Linked DNA regions of Mus musculus: regions 1, 2, 3 and 5 are each linked to region 4. Evidence: chromatin contacts called from public Hi-C, HiChIP or PLAC-seq and promoter capture Hi-C data. All regions are on one chromosome and are shown on one strand. The core of a region is the stretch at or near the end of the contact, and the rest is flanking DNA. Distances in the headings are between cores, read along the strand shown.

Region 1 (2,700 bases), core at 52-2,551, 1.6 Mb after region 4:
CCACCCCACAGTTACCTGGCAACAGGCAGGTAGGCCTGACCCACTATAAAAGGGGCTGCTTGCCCACTCCTCTCCCTCTTGTTCTCTTGCTCTCTTGTTCCCACTCTGTCCCCTCGCCTCTTCCCCGCCCCCCTCCACGTGCTCATGGCTGGCCTCTACTCCTCTACTTCTCTACTCTCCCTCTCTCTGCCTTTCTCTGCCTCCACTGCCCTCTTAACTCCCCTCCCCATGCCCTGAATAAACTCTATTCTATACTATACTATACTATACTATACTATACTATACTATACTATACCTGTGGCTGGTCCCTCATGGGGAAGGGATGCCTCGGCATGGGCCCGCTGAGACATTCCCTTCTCCCACACCTCACCACACCTCATAGCACATATCTCCTATTTATTTATTTATTTATTTATTTATTTATTTATTTATTTATTTTAAACACATCATTCAGGACTGAAGGAAGAAAGACAAAACTCATGGAAATGATTTTAAGTGATTCTTAATAATTCATATTTAAAATTACAACATTTCTGCTTCTTAGACTTCAACTACAGTTTCATCTGGTACTAAGGTCACCTGCCCAGAGACCTGGTGTGAAGCGAAGCGGTAGGCAAGACAGAGAAGCCCTGTTCTGAGCTGGCTGTCCTCCCGCTTAAGGAGCAGCTGTCTTAGTGGCCTCCCAAGCACCAACGCCAGGGCACCCGCGCCAGCTGCCACACTGGAGCTGCCGGAGTTCCACACCAGTAGAGTTTTATGTAAGGGCTTCAAAGCTACAGCAGCCACCGCAGTAGCTCTGACCTGGCCTTTCATGTCTCAGTCCAGACAAACGCGTGATTGAAGAAAGGATTCATCCAAGCCCGTGTCACATTGGCCATCTGGAAACCCGCCAGCCGCTCATTTAGCAAATTACTTTGTTTAAAGGCAGCTCTGTGTTCCAGCGTTTGTGCTACCAGGATGGGTCTCATAATTCCTCCGCCTTGGTTTATCCGCTCGGCTCCTCTCGATCTGCCTAGCAACTTAAAAGACTGTTAATGCGTGACAAGGCACTTGACCCGCATGATTTTCGAGCGGAGGGAGAGCATTCGTCTTGTGCTGGCTTGTCCTCTCCTCCAAAGCAAGGGCACGACGCCCCGCGCTCTCTGTCTTAATGAAGCCTGCCTTTATTAAGAAGCCCATTAAGCTCCACAGGGCCCAGCCATCCAGCACTGTAAATATTACCCCATAGAAATTCACATAGGGCCCTGGCGCGGGGTGGGGGATGGGGAGTACGGTAAGCGCTCACCCATTCTGCCAGTCTGGAGGAGACCTCAGCTCTCTGTTGATGGAAGGCTGTTGCTGTTTGACAGGCTGATGCCTCTTTGTTTGGAAAGATGAGTTAGAATCGTTAGCAGGTAATGTCACAAGGCCCCTGGGGTGGTTTGAATAAAAGAGTTGGAAGCAACCTGACTACAGAATAGCAATGAGTTCTCAGGTGTCTGATCTGGATTTTCTTCTTCCAAAAGAGGAAAGAAAGAGGAAAAAGGAGCCCACAGAGGCTGAGATGGTTTCTTATCAGGATGTTGCGGGTCACTTTGTCCTGATATGGTTTATCATCTGTCATTGACCAGGGCAAATGATCTTGGTGACTGTTGTTTCCATAAATTGCTCATCTGGGGTCGTGGTATTCTTAAGTCTGGAAGCTAGAAGCTCAAATCAGTGAGTGGATCAAAGACATATCGTGTGTTCAGTATCTAGCTAGGCCCTTTAAGGGGGCGGGGGGGGGGGGAGGATCACACAATAAATGTGCTTTGGGAAGTTTTTTTTTTTTTTTTTAAAGTGTGTCTATTTAGTGACTAGTAAAGACTCGGACTGGGTGTCAAATGTTGATGTGATTTGGGCCAAGGTTGCCTTAGTCCTCTCTTGGAATTATTTTTAGAGGTAACTGAATTAGTGATGACATATAGTAAGAACTCAACCGTGCTACTTGATATGTTTTGTAAAGCGCGGTATGCTTCACTGGGAGGGGGTGTCTTAGTGGGTGCCCCCTGTCCCCAGGTACCAGTCATACAACACGGGTCTAGTATAAAATGTTCACTTGAGGCATGGGAAGGGGGTTGAGAAAGGAGTTGAAGTAGAGAAAAAGAAGGGACAGAAAAAGATGGGGAGAGGGAGGGTGGGGGGGTCAGAGAAAGAGAGAGAGAGAGAAAGGGGTCAGAGAGAGTGAAGAGAGGCCAAACAGTTCTTTTTATAGCAACCCAGGCTCCCACCTGGCTGTTGCTAGGTAACTAACTGTTGGGAGGAACCTAGAAGGAATGCTAACGTGCTAACACTAATAACACCAGGTATGGGATAGCTATCCTCGGTATTGGCACCGCTAAAGTAGTCACTGGACTGGATCGAGGGAAGAGAGCTTTATGAGCCAACTCCATACATGTACCAACTCCAGGTAGGGAGAGGGCGGCCTGTGAATGGCACTGCATAAACCGGGCACAGCCTTGGTGGGCAGGGAAAGAAGTGGGTAGGTAGCTAGGTGGACTGGAAGGAAGCTCGAGTTCAGAGCACAGGAGTGGAGATGATGAACGAATGAGGGGCTGTGTTGGTGGAGGCTTGAAGGCTAAGGGGTCTCAACATGATCTAGCTGGTAACAAGCTGCCATCTTGCTTTCTTGCAGGAGAGCCGCAGAGAGCTCTGGGTCGGTAAGGGAGAAGATGGAAGCTA
Region 2 (2,700 bases), core at 4-2,503, 1.1 Mb before region 4:
CACAATCTCTACGGCGAAGTTCATAAAGGAGGTAATGGATTTGCTTTATCACGTGGGAAGCCGTGGTGCTTCTGGCAATGCACAAAAACACGTTTGGAACCCACCCGCGCGCGTTTCGTTTTTTTCGGGGGAATCTGTGTACTTCAACCCCACACAGCGGTGTCTGCTCTATTAAAATAAACAAATGACAGGAAAGCGAATGCAGCTTTTCAAGATTAACACAGATTCCCAGAGACAAGGCTGCCATCTGGACGGACACAGGTTGGAAGCCGCAAGAGTTCCTATCGCTTCAGAGAGTTGAAAATAAGAAAACATTTCAACAGCACTCTTAAAAGTTTCCACCTTCACACGCCCCCTTCCCGAGCCAGGGCCTGGGGCTCCACCTAACCCGAGGAGGAACTCCGCCAGGACTTCCGTCTTCCAGTAGGATCGAGACCCTTCCTTCCTGCCGCAGACCCCCGCCCTGCCCCGCGCAGGGCCCCAAGGAAATGCCGCGTCCCTTCCCCTGGCACAATCCCCTCGCTTCCCGGTACCAGTCCCCAGTTTAAAGTCCCGGCTCCAGCCTCCAACCTCAGTCCACACCTCGAGTCCCCAAGTCCCCAACCCCAGTCTGCAGCCCTTACCCCCAACCCCGTCCCTGAGCCCCCAGGCCCTAGTCCCCAGCCACAGTCCCCGAGTCCCCGGTGCCCAGACCCAGAGCTCCCCGTCCTCAACTGCGACCCCGTGGTCAGGACCCAACCCCGAGCCCCGGTCGGTCCTATCCCCAGTGTCCCGGCCCCGCCTGCCGTGTCCAGCACGCCTTCCCCGCGGCCACTCGGCCCCGCGCCCGGTCCGCCCGCACACGACCAGGCCCGCGGGCGGCGCCTCGAAGGCGGGGACCGGCCCCCCGGGCCGCGCTGCCGCCGCACCTACCATGGTACAGATGGAGGCGAATTTGGAGACTGTCATTAGGATTTCCATCCGCCCGGCGCCATCTTCCAGACAGTCGCGGCGGGCGGGGGACGCGGGGAGCCGGGCCGCCCGCTCGCTCCGCAGCCCGCGGCCGCACCCGGAGCCGCCGCCGACCCACGCTTCTAGCCTGCTGGGCCGCCGCTGCCGTCGTCGCCGCGGGCGCTCAGGCTTCCTCCGGCCCAGCCCCCGCCCGCCGGCCGCCCGCCCGCCCCCGGCTCCGCCCCGGCGCACGGCGCAGCCGCCGCCTCAGGGCCCGCGCCTGCCCGGGAAGCCGCTCACAGCACACCCCGCCCAGCGCGCTGGGGAGAGAGCTCCGCGCAGGCCCTACCGCCCCGACGACCGGGCAGCGTCCTTCCGCCCCGCCCGCCTCCGGCGCCGCCACGCCCACCGCAGCTGTGCCACGCCCATGGTGCCCCGCCCTCCCACGGGGGGGGGGCGAGCTTGGGGAGGACGGCTCCACCCAGTGCGCGTTGGGGCGGGGCGAGACCCGTGCCGCGTTCCTCCTGCAGATGGGTCCTAGCGCCGACGTGAAGCACCTACCTTAGCTTGCAAGAGCGGGTCTTTAGGGGATCGAGCCTTTGCTCTGCGGCGTCTGTGACATCAAGCAGCCTTTAGAGCGACTGACAGTCAGTTGAAACAGAAGACGGAGACCATATCTGGGAAACTGGATGGGTTGGAAGGCAACCCCGCCAGAGTCCCAAGCACTTGGATGTTTTTCTGGGGTGAATCATCTGGGCCTAATTCCCTAAGAAAAGGCTAATTAGATAAAAAGACAAGATTTAACTCTATGAATTAGCAGTAGTGGGGGAGAAGAGGAAGGGGAGCCAATCCTGAAAAACAGTGGGATACCAACTTGGAATTTGTAACAGGGTGGTATGTCCCAAGTAAGAAGCCGAAGCCAATGTGTGAGGAGCACATAGACCGTGTTAGCTAGTGGATGAACGCTTCCTATTTTCTACCGGCAGAAAATTCATAAAACTTCATAAATTACTACTTTAAAAAGCCTGTGATTTGTTTTGATTGGTGATCTGAGGGTAGGACCTTTTCTGCCTTCCACCCAACTCCCCACCACACCGGGTCTGTGGAACTTGGGGCCTAAATTCCGACGAAAGCTCTAAAATCTGATAAGCCTCACTTCATAGTCCAAAGCATTCAAAAGACCGAGAATTTGAACAAAATTTAGTCGAGAAACAGATTTCTGGTACATGAATACTGTTTCCATAGCAATTCCATTGTAAGCGTTGGGGGAGGGGAACACCCACTGAATACAGCTAAGTATTCTGGCAGCTGCTTATTCTCCAGGTATCTACCTTCGTAGTGGCTAGGCCTCCCGCTTTTCTGTAGATACCACGGCAGGGGCTTGGACTCTGGTTTACACCAGTTCAGATCTATGCAATGTTTGTCGCGTTGCTCGCCACTCTAGACTCCACAAGCATAGAGCATGGTCGTACAACATCTATATTTTAAAGGTAAGGATGGGAGCTGGACATATGGCTTAGTTGGCGAAGTGTTTGTGTAGGTGTTCTGAGGTTTCATATCCTCAGCTGAAGTGCTAATCCTACTATGGTAAGGTCATCCTCAGCTATTTAATGAGTTCAAGACCAGCCTGGATCACTTGAGTCCTTGTCCCCAAAAAAATAAATGAATGAAAAGCCAGTCACAGGGAATTGTGACATGCACCTACAATCCCAGCATAGGAAACAGAGAAAGGTGAGTCTCTGTGAGTTCAAGGGCAGCCTGGACTAAATA
Region 3 (2,830 bases), core at 198-2,697, 1.8 Mb after region 4:
TAACCCTATGTGTAGGCCTGTGCGTGAGATGCCAGTATCTGCAGAAGCCAGAGGCATCAGATGGATCATCGGATCGGCCACTCTGGAGTTTGAGTTACTGGCAGTCATAAGCCAACAAATGTGGATGTAGGAATGGAACTCAGGCCCTCCAGGAGAGTAGTACATGGTCTTAATCACTGAGTCACCTCTCCATCCTTCCAGGATAATTTCAATGAAAAGTCTGATCCACTAAGCCCTCAAAGTTGTTTGCTACCAAAGTAGGGTCCTCAGTTGTGTTACTTGGCTACTAGATTTTTCTCTCTATTTACATCTTGTTTATAGGTACGGTGTCTAACAAAGGGAAGGAATATTTCCTAGGAGAATGCTAGAAAACTTTAGCAATGGGAAACTGTCTATCAGCTTTAGAACTTCCCAAGAAAGCCCAAGGAGTTAAAGCAGCCAACCAAGAATTTGGAAAAACTGTAGCGCTGGTCTTCATCAGTCAAGAGACTGGCACCAGTCAACAAGAAACACACAGAAACTAAGAAATATGACTGCCAAAGTCTTTATGAGCAGGCTTGCCCTAGAGTTTTACTACCTGTGGTTGGGGGAGATGTTCGGTGAGTCATTTGTCCTGTGACCACAGTGGCTGAAAGGCAACTCTAGCTGCCCTCTAGCCTCGCATCATCTAAACACAAGCCAGGGTTGCTCAGTCAGTCTTTTTTACATCCTTGGAGATGCAGGAGAAACTGTGTTTCTGGGAAGGGTCCCTCTAATTCTTCCCTGTAATTGTTTCCCTCTTTGGTTCACTACAATGTAACTGTAAGGTCCTCAGGTGGAACTCTTCCAGGGTGGGAGGGAGACCCTTCAGGATTCTGTGCTGGAAGGAACTCTGCTTATGTGACTTTTCCACCTCACTCTTCTCTGTGTTCTTAATTGATTCATTTTCATCAAGTATCTTGAATACCCTCTCTCTTCCATCACAGTGAACACTCAAAATAACATTAATAAAAATTTAGCTTTACACCAACATCTATTAAGAGCAAAACTCCGGGCCAAAGCTATTAATCAAATTCCATTTAAGAAGAGGATATTAAGTAAATTAGTTGAGCTGATTAAAAACACCTTCATCAAAGTAGAACATCGGTGCCAACAATATTAAGAGTTGAATTATCGATTTTGCTTTTTATAAAAACTGAAGATAGTCCATTAGCAGGGAAGAAAAAAACGATCCTTCTTCCTTCACTTTGAGGACAGTAAGGGTGATCTACTGCTAGGGATGGGGAAAGAAGTTCTGGGAAGCGAAGGGCATGACGGCAGAGTTTGTCAGAGGGTCAGAAAAGAAGCTCTGAGGTCAGATGCCCAGAGGAGGGCGCGGTCCAGCTGGGCAGCAGGACCACCTACAACCGCGCCGGTTGCGAGCGTACACCGGGGCGCTCCCGATCCCGGCCGCCAGAGGGCGCAGCCCGAGCCGGCGCGGCGCCGGGAAGGAGGAGGGGAGCGCGAGAAGGGTCAGGCGCGCAGGGCGTCCGCGCAGCTCGGCTCCGGGAAGGGCGCGGAGCCTCTGCCTCCGGGATGCGGCCTCCCGCGCTGCTGGCGCTGTTCAGCTGCTCCGCGGGTAAGTAGCGAGCGGCCCGGGCGGGCGCGGGGAGGGAGTCCCGGGGCTGCTGGCCACCCCCGCGCGGTTCCGGCTGCCGCCCGCCCCGTCCCGCCCCGTCCCGGCCGCAGCGCCCTCTAGTGGCGCCACCCTCGGCCCGCGCCCTCTCCATCTCCGCCTCCTTCCGCCGGGGCACGCGGGCTGGTGGGGAGGGCGCGGCCGGGTCGGGAGCCAGAGCCGCGCAACTGCTAGAAACTTTACAAGAGGCCGCGCCTTTCCCGCCCCTGCGCGCCGCCCGTGCGCCCTGCGGTGCACACCTCGCGCCCCACTATGAGCACCCCGCCCTGTGCGCCCCCAGCGCCCCGCCGAATGCTTGCCGCGCTCCGCGGTGTGCACTCCGCACTCCACCGTAGCTATCCTACGCCCCACGGCATTCATGCCACGGCCCGCCGTGTGCACTCTGCGCCCCACTGTGTACACTCCGTGCGCCCCACCGTGTGCACCCTCTGCTTGTGCTTACTCCGTGCCCGGCCGTACACCCCCTGCTCTCTACCGTGTGCCCCTGTGTCCCACAGCTGTGCACTCATGGGTCCCATAGTTGTGCATCCCATACCCCTAGATGTGCATCCCCGCGCCCCACCTTGTGCACACCCCTCGATCCTCCATGTGCATTCCCAGTGCCTGGAGGTGCATATCCCAAGTTTCACCCCTCCCGACCTTGAATACCGTATCCCACCTCACCGTGCATACCCCGCATCCCACTGTGTGCACCCCGCTCTCTACCTTGTGCATCCCCCGTGTTCCGCCCTGTGCACCCTGTACCTCCTGTTGTGGACAACCTGCACTCGGCCATGGGCACCCCTTTTCCCACTCCTCCGTATGTACCCTGGATCTCCTGCTGTGCATGACCGGTGTCCCACTATCTACACCCCACCCCCACCCCCGCCCATCGCCCCAGTCAAGCACACACCGTTTTGCCTTAAATACTCCATGCATCCCATCGTGTGTTCCTTGAGACCCTACCCAGCTTTACAGAACCCTGATACAGCCATTAGCACGCCCCAAGGCGCGCCCCCCTCCCCGTATCCCTTGCGTCACCCCCACCCTGTACCCTCAGCTCCTGCAATTTCCCAGAGACCTCCTCTCTTTGTGTACCACTCCCTAGGAACCTACAAACTTGGCCTGCCTTCCTCCTAATGCAGTTGGGCAAGGAGGGGAGGGAGGACCGGGGTGCCCCGCGGAACCTTGAGGCCT
Region 4 (2,700 bases), core at 118-2,617:
ACAATTGCTGCCCCGCCCCCATGGGAGGCAGCTGACTCTGGTCAGTTTTTCTGGACTTTTGTTATTCAAGAGACCAAGGAAGAGTGGGTGAGATTGTAGTGAGATTTCCTAAGGATAAAAGAGTTGGTCCCACAAGGTGGGTGGGGATTGGGGACAGGAGTGGAGGTGCCTTAGAGAGTTAGAAAGAGCCAGATTAAAGGTGTCAAGAGGAACTATTAACCGAAATAGGAACAGAGAGAAGGTGGCTTAATTTCAGTGTGTGTGTGTGTGTGTGTGTGTGTGTGTGTGTGTGTGTGTGGTCACACCTTGGAGAGCCTCTTTGGTTTGGAACCTGTTTCCATTCCCTGTGACTCCAGGATGGGAGGTTTTAATTTTAATTTCTTACCTCCCGGAATGCAAAGATGGAGCTGCTTTTGTTTTGGTCACACTCAGAGCCATTGCTATTGGAAGCAAAGGTGTAGTTACCGGTTTCCTCCCAGATCCTCCGGTACACGTACTGCGCTGTCAGCGGGATGGTCAGAGTCATAGCAAACGCGTTCAGGAGAATGGCGGGCTCTATGAATGAAATCTTCATATTGCTCAAGTGGGCAGATCGAGTCTATTGCAGAGCGGGAAGCGGGAGGAGAGAAACGGGGCGAGTGTGGGGGGGGGGGATAGAAATCATCAGTTGATTTTTTATCCCAGAGGCTAAATTCTCAAAAGTGGGGAAGTTGGAACAATGTGTCATAAACAAACATTAGCAAGCAAAAAGAGTTCCAGATTTCTGAGAGAGTGCCCTTGCCGGGAGAGGGTACCCTAGTTCTCTCCGAGGAGCAGGGACTAAGTCAACCTCCGCCCCCGACTCCGCTTAGCTAATGCTCACAGTGCTGAGCAGAACAGCACCGGCCGGTTCCCATAAGGTAAACAATGAAGTTACCCGGGGACCCGGAGGTTATGTAATTACTATTATTTTGGCTGCAGGTTAAGGGCCTTGTAAAAAGCAGCTCCCGATCGGAAGGGGAGTTTAGTTTCTGTTTTCGTTTTTAAAACTCACCCCACGGTTACAGTTTTCCTGCTAGGCTAGGCACAGGTGGGACCGTAGTCGGGACTGTGTTCTCCGTTACCCAGTGCGGGGCGTAGCGCCCCCGGGTTTTCAGCACGGTTCGCCAGCTGGGAAGAGCCAAAGGAAGGGGCAGCGAGGTGGAGCTAGACCGCAACAGGGGGACGTCCCTTGGGACGGGACACTCGAGCCCTGTTAGAAGGCAAAGAGAAATAAGCGCACCTCCCGGACTCTGTTGGCCCTGGACTCAGTCCCCGCCGCTCCCCGCGCCGCCGCACTCTTGGTCTTTGGGCCCTAGTGGTGACTCGGCCGCCGAGCATCATCACTCTGCCAAGAGCTGGCAATCTTCGGCCGGAGCTGTCACCCGCTTCCCTAGCTCGCTTGTGATTGGGTATGGCGGCCGGCGCCCCCGTAGCGATTGGTCTAGCGCAGTGTCATTCTCTTGCACCCGCCCCCGAAGGTTCAGCGGCTGAATCTCCCCGAGTTGCTGGGCAAGTTGGGTGATCCCGGCAGCTCTGCGAAGGTTCTGCTAAGCGTATCTGGATAGGATTATTGGTTTTCGCTGAAGCGCCGTGGAGTCATAGGTATCTGGATCGAGAGTTCGAGACTAGCCCAACGATATAACAAGACTCCTGTCCAAAGCAGATAATGATAATAATAATAATGATAATAATGATGATAATAATAAGTGGTTGGAAACGTCATACGCTAGGGTTGCAGTTCACTGCAGCATTCCGGTGGACCCAGCAAGCGTCTGCACAAGCAATGTGAGAGAGAAGACACTGAAAGTTCATGAGAGGAGAAGAGTTCCGAGTAGGGGAGTTGTTGGCCTTGGGAAAATTTAAACGAAATATTCACTACATTTTACGTAGTCATTTATTTTATGTGTATGCCCACGCCGAGCAGAGGTCAGAAAATGGTGCTAGAATTTGTGTTACAGGCAGTTGTGAGCTGCCCTGAGAGCGTAGAAACGGAACCCAGAGCAGTAAGTGTTCTTCATTAGTGAGCTTCTCTCCAGCCACCCCTGCTGAGTTGCGGGGGAGGGGATTGTTAAATCTCTCTGAAAGTCGGCTCTTTCTCTGTTGAGAAGATGTAAGTAAGTCTCACAAAGCCATGGCAACACCCTAGACAGTAGGACCGCCGCTAATGGCCGCCAACGCGCACAGCTGGAGCACACCTGCAGCTGATAGGGGGTTACTTCCTGAGGAAGAGAAGCAAGCTGAGAGTTCTGTGATTTGGGGACCCGTCCAAAAAAGGAAGACCTTAGGCTGGAGTGGTTGCGTCAGGAAGTGGGGGACAATCCTGCAAATGCGCCTCTTACTCTTATCTAGAGATCAAGGTCAGATGTGGGCCAGAGCCTTATTGATAAAGGAGTAACACTCCAGACTATGGGCTATTTTTGCCCAGATGAGAGTACTGGTGCAATGCTCCTAACCACTGAACCACCCTCTCTCGAGGCAGATCTGGAACAGCTTCAGAGTGGGAAGGGCGGCTAAAGGAGCTGACTAGCAGAAAAGGATATTCTGTACTGGAGAGAAGGCGATCTGATGACTCTAGATAGCCACAGAGAGAATTGAGGAAGTAACTCTCAACATCGCACTCTTGACAGTTTCACAGCACTGTACAATCTTCATATGCCTAAAATAACAAACATTGCTGCT
Region 5 (2,700 bases), core at 32-2,531, 1.2 Mb before region 4:
GACAGGGCCGCCGGTGACGGCTCTGTAGCCGTGTGAATGTAATAATGCTGACAGCGTGCATTTAACAGTTAAGATGGGAAGCCTTGCCTTATATGTACTTCGTGATTGATTATTTTTCAAGTTTGGTTGTAAAGCCCAGGCACCTTTAGACAAATCGAGCTGCCTCCAAGAGAAGACGGCATCAGGCTTTGTCCATGGCCAGGGGATGCCTGGCCTTTCCACACAGCCCCTGCCCATGAGCTGCTGCTCCTGCCCAAAGCGAGAGCACCCACCTGCTCCCCGAGCCCTGATCTCACCGCTTGTATCTGCCTAGAAAGGGACTTCCCAAGAGGTCACTGGCCACCTGTGGTCAGAGGTGGCCCTGCATGCTTGGGTCTCTCCCAACCGGTGGTAAATGCACGCAGCAAGATCCACACTCTGCGTTCTTTCTGCATACCATGCTGCTCCCGCAGAGACCGCACACACTTGGTGCTTAATAGATAGTCGAGGAAGAGAAATGCGAAAGGAGGCAGGGGAGGGTGAGAAAGGGAGATGGAGGGATGGGAGGGAGATGCGCCAACGTGGGTCAGAACTCACCTCCGCTTTATGGGTACAGATAGGGCCTCAGGATGAACGGGCAGCGGGCCATTCCCGCGGGGCTCAATTTCTCCCTCCCCTGTCTCACTCCCCAGAATTTTGGAAGTGACGGTACTCATATCCTCAGGAGGGCTGCTCAATGTGAGTGGCATCGGGGCCCATGACGAAAGCCACTCACCCCACCCCCACCCCCACCCCCAACCCCACCCCCACCCCTACCCCCACACGCTGTTGCTTTTTGCTGCCCTAGAACAAGAAACACAGAATATTCAATTCCTGAGCAGGCTTCGCACATCCAGGGTGCTACCCATTAGCTCACACCACCTGGGCACCCTATCCTCCCTTGGCCTCCTGGACCTCCCTGGCTCCCTCAGCCCCCGGGGCCCCGTATTATCCACACAATCTGTTCCCGGGTGATAATGAAACTCTCAGGTCAGGAAGAGGGAAGCTTTGTGACCCTCCTGTCGGGAGGAGGGGGTCTCTTTGCTTGTCGGACCCTGGTATTTGCTCACCTGACATTTCAATTTTGTGACAAGGTGACATGCAAAGGGGAGAGGGCACATTTTTTTGGCAGGAGAGGTAATTTATTAGACATCCACTCGCCAGCTATAAACATCTCCTTTCGGTTTGCTATTGCAGTCCCGGCCTGCCACAGGGCTGATCCCTGGTTAATGCATAACTTGGTGAGTGCCACTCTCAGGGCAGGCAAGCCTCATGCCCCCAGCTCCTCACTTCCTCCTCCACCTGACCTGACAACGGGGCCATGTCACCCTCTGCTTGCAAAGAGGCGGGCCTGAAGCTGGAGTCCCACACCGGTTGACCCAGAGTGACATGAGGTCACGCTTACTGAGTGCAGTAGGCTAGGCTTCGAGTTTTCCACCCGTGTGGGATGGCTGTGACGGCCACCTTAACACAAAAGCAGCTGCTGCACCCTGGGGATGAACCTTCTGTTTTCTGACATCCTCCCTGTGGCTTCAAATAATCAAGGACGGGGAGGAACACGCTGCAACTGCGGTGCTCTGGGGTGAGATGGAAAACAAACACGCAGGGCTAGAACCGGTGTACACGCGCCTTTAATCCCAGCACTCCAAAGGCAGAGGGAAGGCAAAACTCTGTGAGTTCAAGGCCAGCCTGTCGACATAGAGTTCCAGGACAGCCAGAGCTACGAGATTCTATCTCAAAATAAATGAAAGAAGAAAGAAAAAGCAGGTCACTTACCAATGGAACTGACTGAAGTATCCCCAAATATCCAAAGTAAACTTGGTGGCCGAAGGGAGACTTCTAGAAAACCTTAGAACGTAACACAAATATAGAGAAGCATGTTTGGTTGCAACTTGATAAATTCCCATGAAGCAAGTCTGCCTACCTAACTTGAACAAATTCAAAACAGAGCTTGGCCAGTTAGTTGGGACTAACCCCAGGTACCCCAAGTCAGAGTGACCCTCATCCTGGCCACCATCAAAGGTCTCCGTTTCCTGAATGTTCTATTGCATCTGGCTTCTCTCAGCATCCTGGTACCTATGGTTGAAGTCCACTCCTTCCATTAGTTTATTTCCCTGGGGAATATAGGTTGTGTATAGCTTTGGCCAGCATGTCAAAAACGCAGGTTCTGGGTGAGGCTGGAGAGATGGTTCGGTGAGTAAGCACAGGCTGGCGGCTCTCCCGGCAGACCCCAGTTCGAATTCCAGCACCTACCTGGTAGCTCACAATTGTCAATAACTCCACTTCCAGAGGATCAAGTGCCCTCTTCTGGTCTCTGCAGGCAGGCACCAGACACGCACATGGTATACTGACATATATACAGGCAAAACACTCATACACGTAAAATTAAAAATTTAAAATGCAGGTTAGAAGAAGGGACATCCTTGGGTTTTGATATCTGGTTTGATAGCTGGGTGATACTGGAGCCAATATCCTGCAGATATCTAGAAATGCCTGTGATGTTTTCACTTTACAAAGACAGCAGGGGCCTCTGTGGAGCCTTTTGTGAGGTGGGAAGGTCTTAGGATGTAGCCCAGTTTGATATGCACCTGTCACATAGGGAATCTTGCTTTGGGTTTCCTGGTCTGATGTTTGGTGTTGGGCTGAACCCAGAAACAATAGGGAACTTGCAAAAAGGAATTT

Evidence for each region. A called contact is a pair of places that touch in the nucleus more often than the background predicts. HiChIP or PLAC-seq counts read pairs in DNA pulled down with a chosen protein or histone mark. Capture Hi-C pulls out chosen DNA fragments and counts their contacts.
Region 1: a contact with region 4 is called in an H3K4me3 HiChIP or PLAC-seq map of embryonic stem cells, with 6 times the contacts expected there. The contact joins the promoter of Wdr95 here to the promoter of Slc46a3 in region 4. A contact is called at or near these places in 1 of 39 promoter capture datasets (pre-B cells) and 1 of 115 datasets of contacts at active chromatin or transcription factors (embryonic stem cells).
Region 2: a contact with region 4 is called in a promoter capture Hi-C map of adipose tissue, with 3 times the contacts expected there. The contact joins the promoter of Usp12 here to the promoter of Slc46a3 in region 4. A contact is called at or near these places in 3 of 39 promoter capture datasets (the 3T3-L1 cell line, the HPC-7 cell line and pre-B cells) and 1 of 9 other capture datasets (adipose tissue).
Region 3: an H3K27ac HiChIP or PLAC-seq map of thymic regulatory T cells shows a contact between it and region 4, with 9 times the contacts expected there. The contact joins the promoter of B3glct here to the promoter of Slc46a3 in region 4. A contact is called at or near these places in 1 of 484 Hi-C or Micro-C datasets (CD4 T cells), 1 of 115 datasets of contacts at active chromatin or transcription factors (thymic regulatory T cells) and 1 of 9 other capture datasets (liver).
Region 5: a contact with region 4 is called in a Hi-C map of the G1E-ER4 cell line, with 4 times the contacts expected there. The contact joins the enhancer-like site here to the promoter of Slc46a3 in region 4. A contact is called at or near these places in 3 of 39 promoter capture datasets (the 3T3-L1 cell line, the HPC-7 cell line and hippocampal neurons), 5 of 484 Hi-C or Micro-C datasets (B cells, the G1E-ER4 cell line and liver) and 4 of 115 datasets of contacts at active chromatin or transcription factors (embryonic forebrain, fibro-adipogenic progenitors, microglia and 1 more).

What each region holds. Positions count from the first base shown.
Region 1 is chr5:149,527,378-149,530,077 of GRCm38.p6, forward strand. It overlaps Wdr95 (WD40 repeat domain 95), which reads left to right and starts at 1,302. Exons shown (of 23, transcript NM_029440.3): 1 at 1,302-1,394. All of the region lies in intron 1 of Gm15997 (predicted gene 15997), which reads right to left.
Region 2 is chr5:146,793,703-146,796,402 of GRCm38.p6, forward strand. It overlaps Usp12 (ubiquitin specific peptidase 12), which reads right to left and starts at 1,254. Exons shown (of 9, transcript NM_011669.3): 1 at 913-1,254. The coding sequence starts at 960. It overlaps 1700041I07Rik (a long non-coding RNA gene), which reads left to right and starts at 2,123. Exons shown (of 2, transcript XR_377208.4): 1 at 2,123-2,420.
Region 3 is chr5:149,676,783-149,679,612 of GRCm38.p6, forward strand. It overlaps B3glct (beta-3-glucosyltransferase), which reads left to right and starts at 1,448. Exons shown (of 15, transcript NM_001081204.2): 1 at 1,448-1,597. The coding sequence starts at 1,555.
Region 4 is chr5:147,893,448-147,896,147 of GRCm38.p6, forward strand. Slc46a3 (solute carrier family 46, member 3) reads right to left here and starts at 1,368. Exons shown (of 6, transcript NM_027872.4): 1 at 1,034-1,368; 2 at 386-598. The coding sequence starts at 574.
Region 5 is chr5:146,686,795-146,689,494 of GRCm38.p6, forward strand. No RefSeq gene overlaps it. Among named protein-coding and RNA genes, the nearest start is that of Gm34700, 12 kb to the right of the region's middle. Within about 2 kb of position 1,282, at least 55 of the 459 cell types and tissues checked have an H3K27ac peak or open chromatin away from gene starts, as enhancers often do. A contact at or near this core is called in B cells, the G1E-ER4 cell line, liver and 1 more, where this site is marked.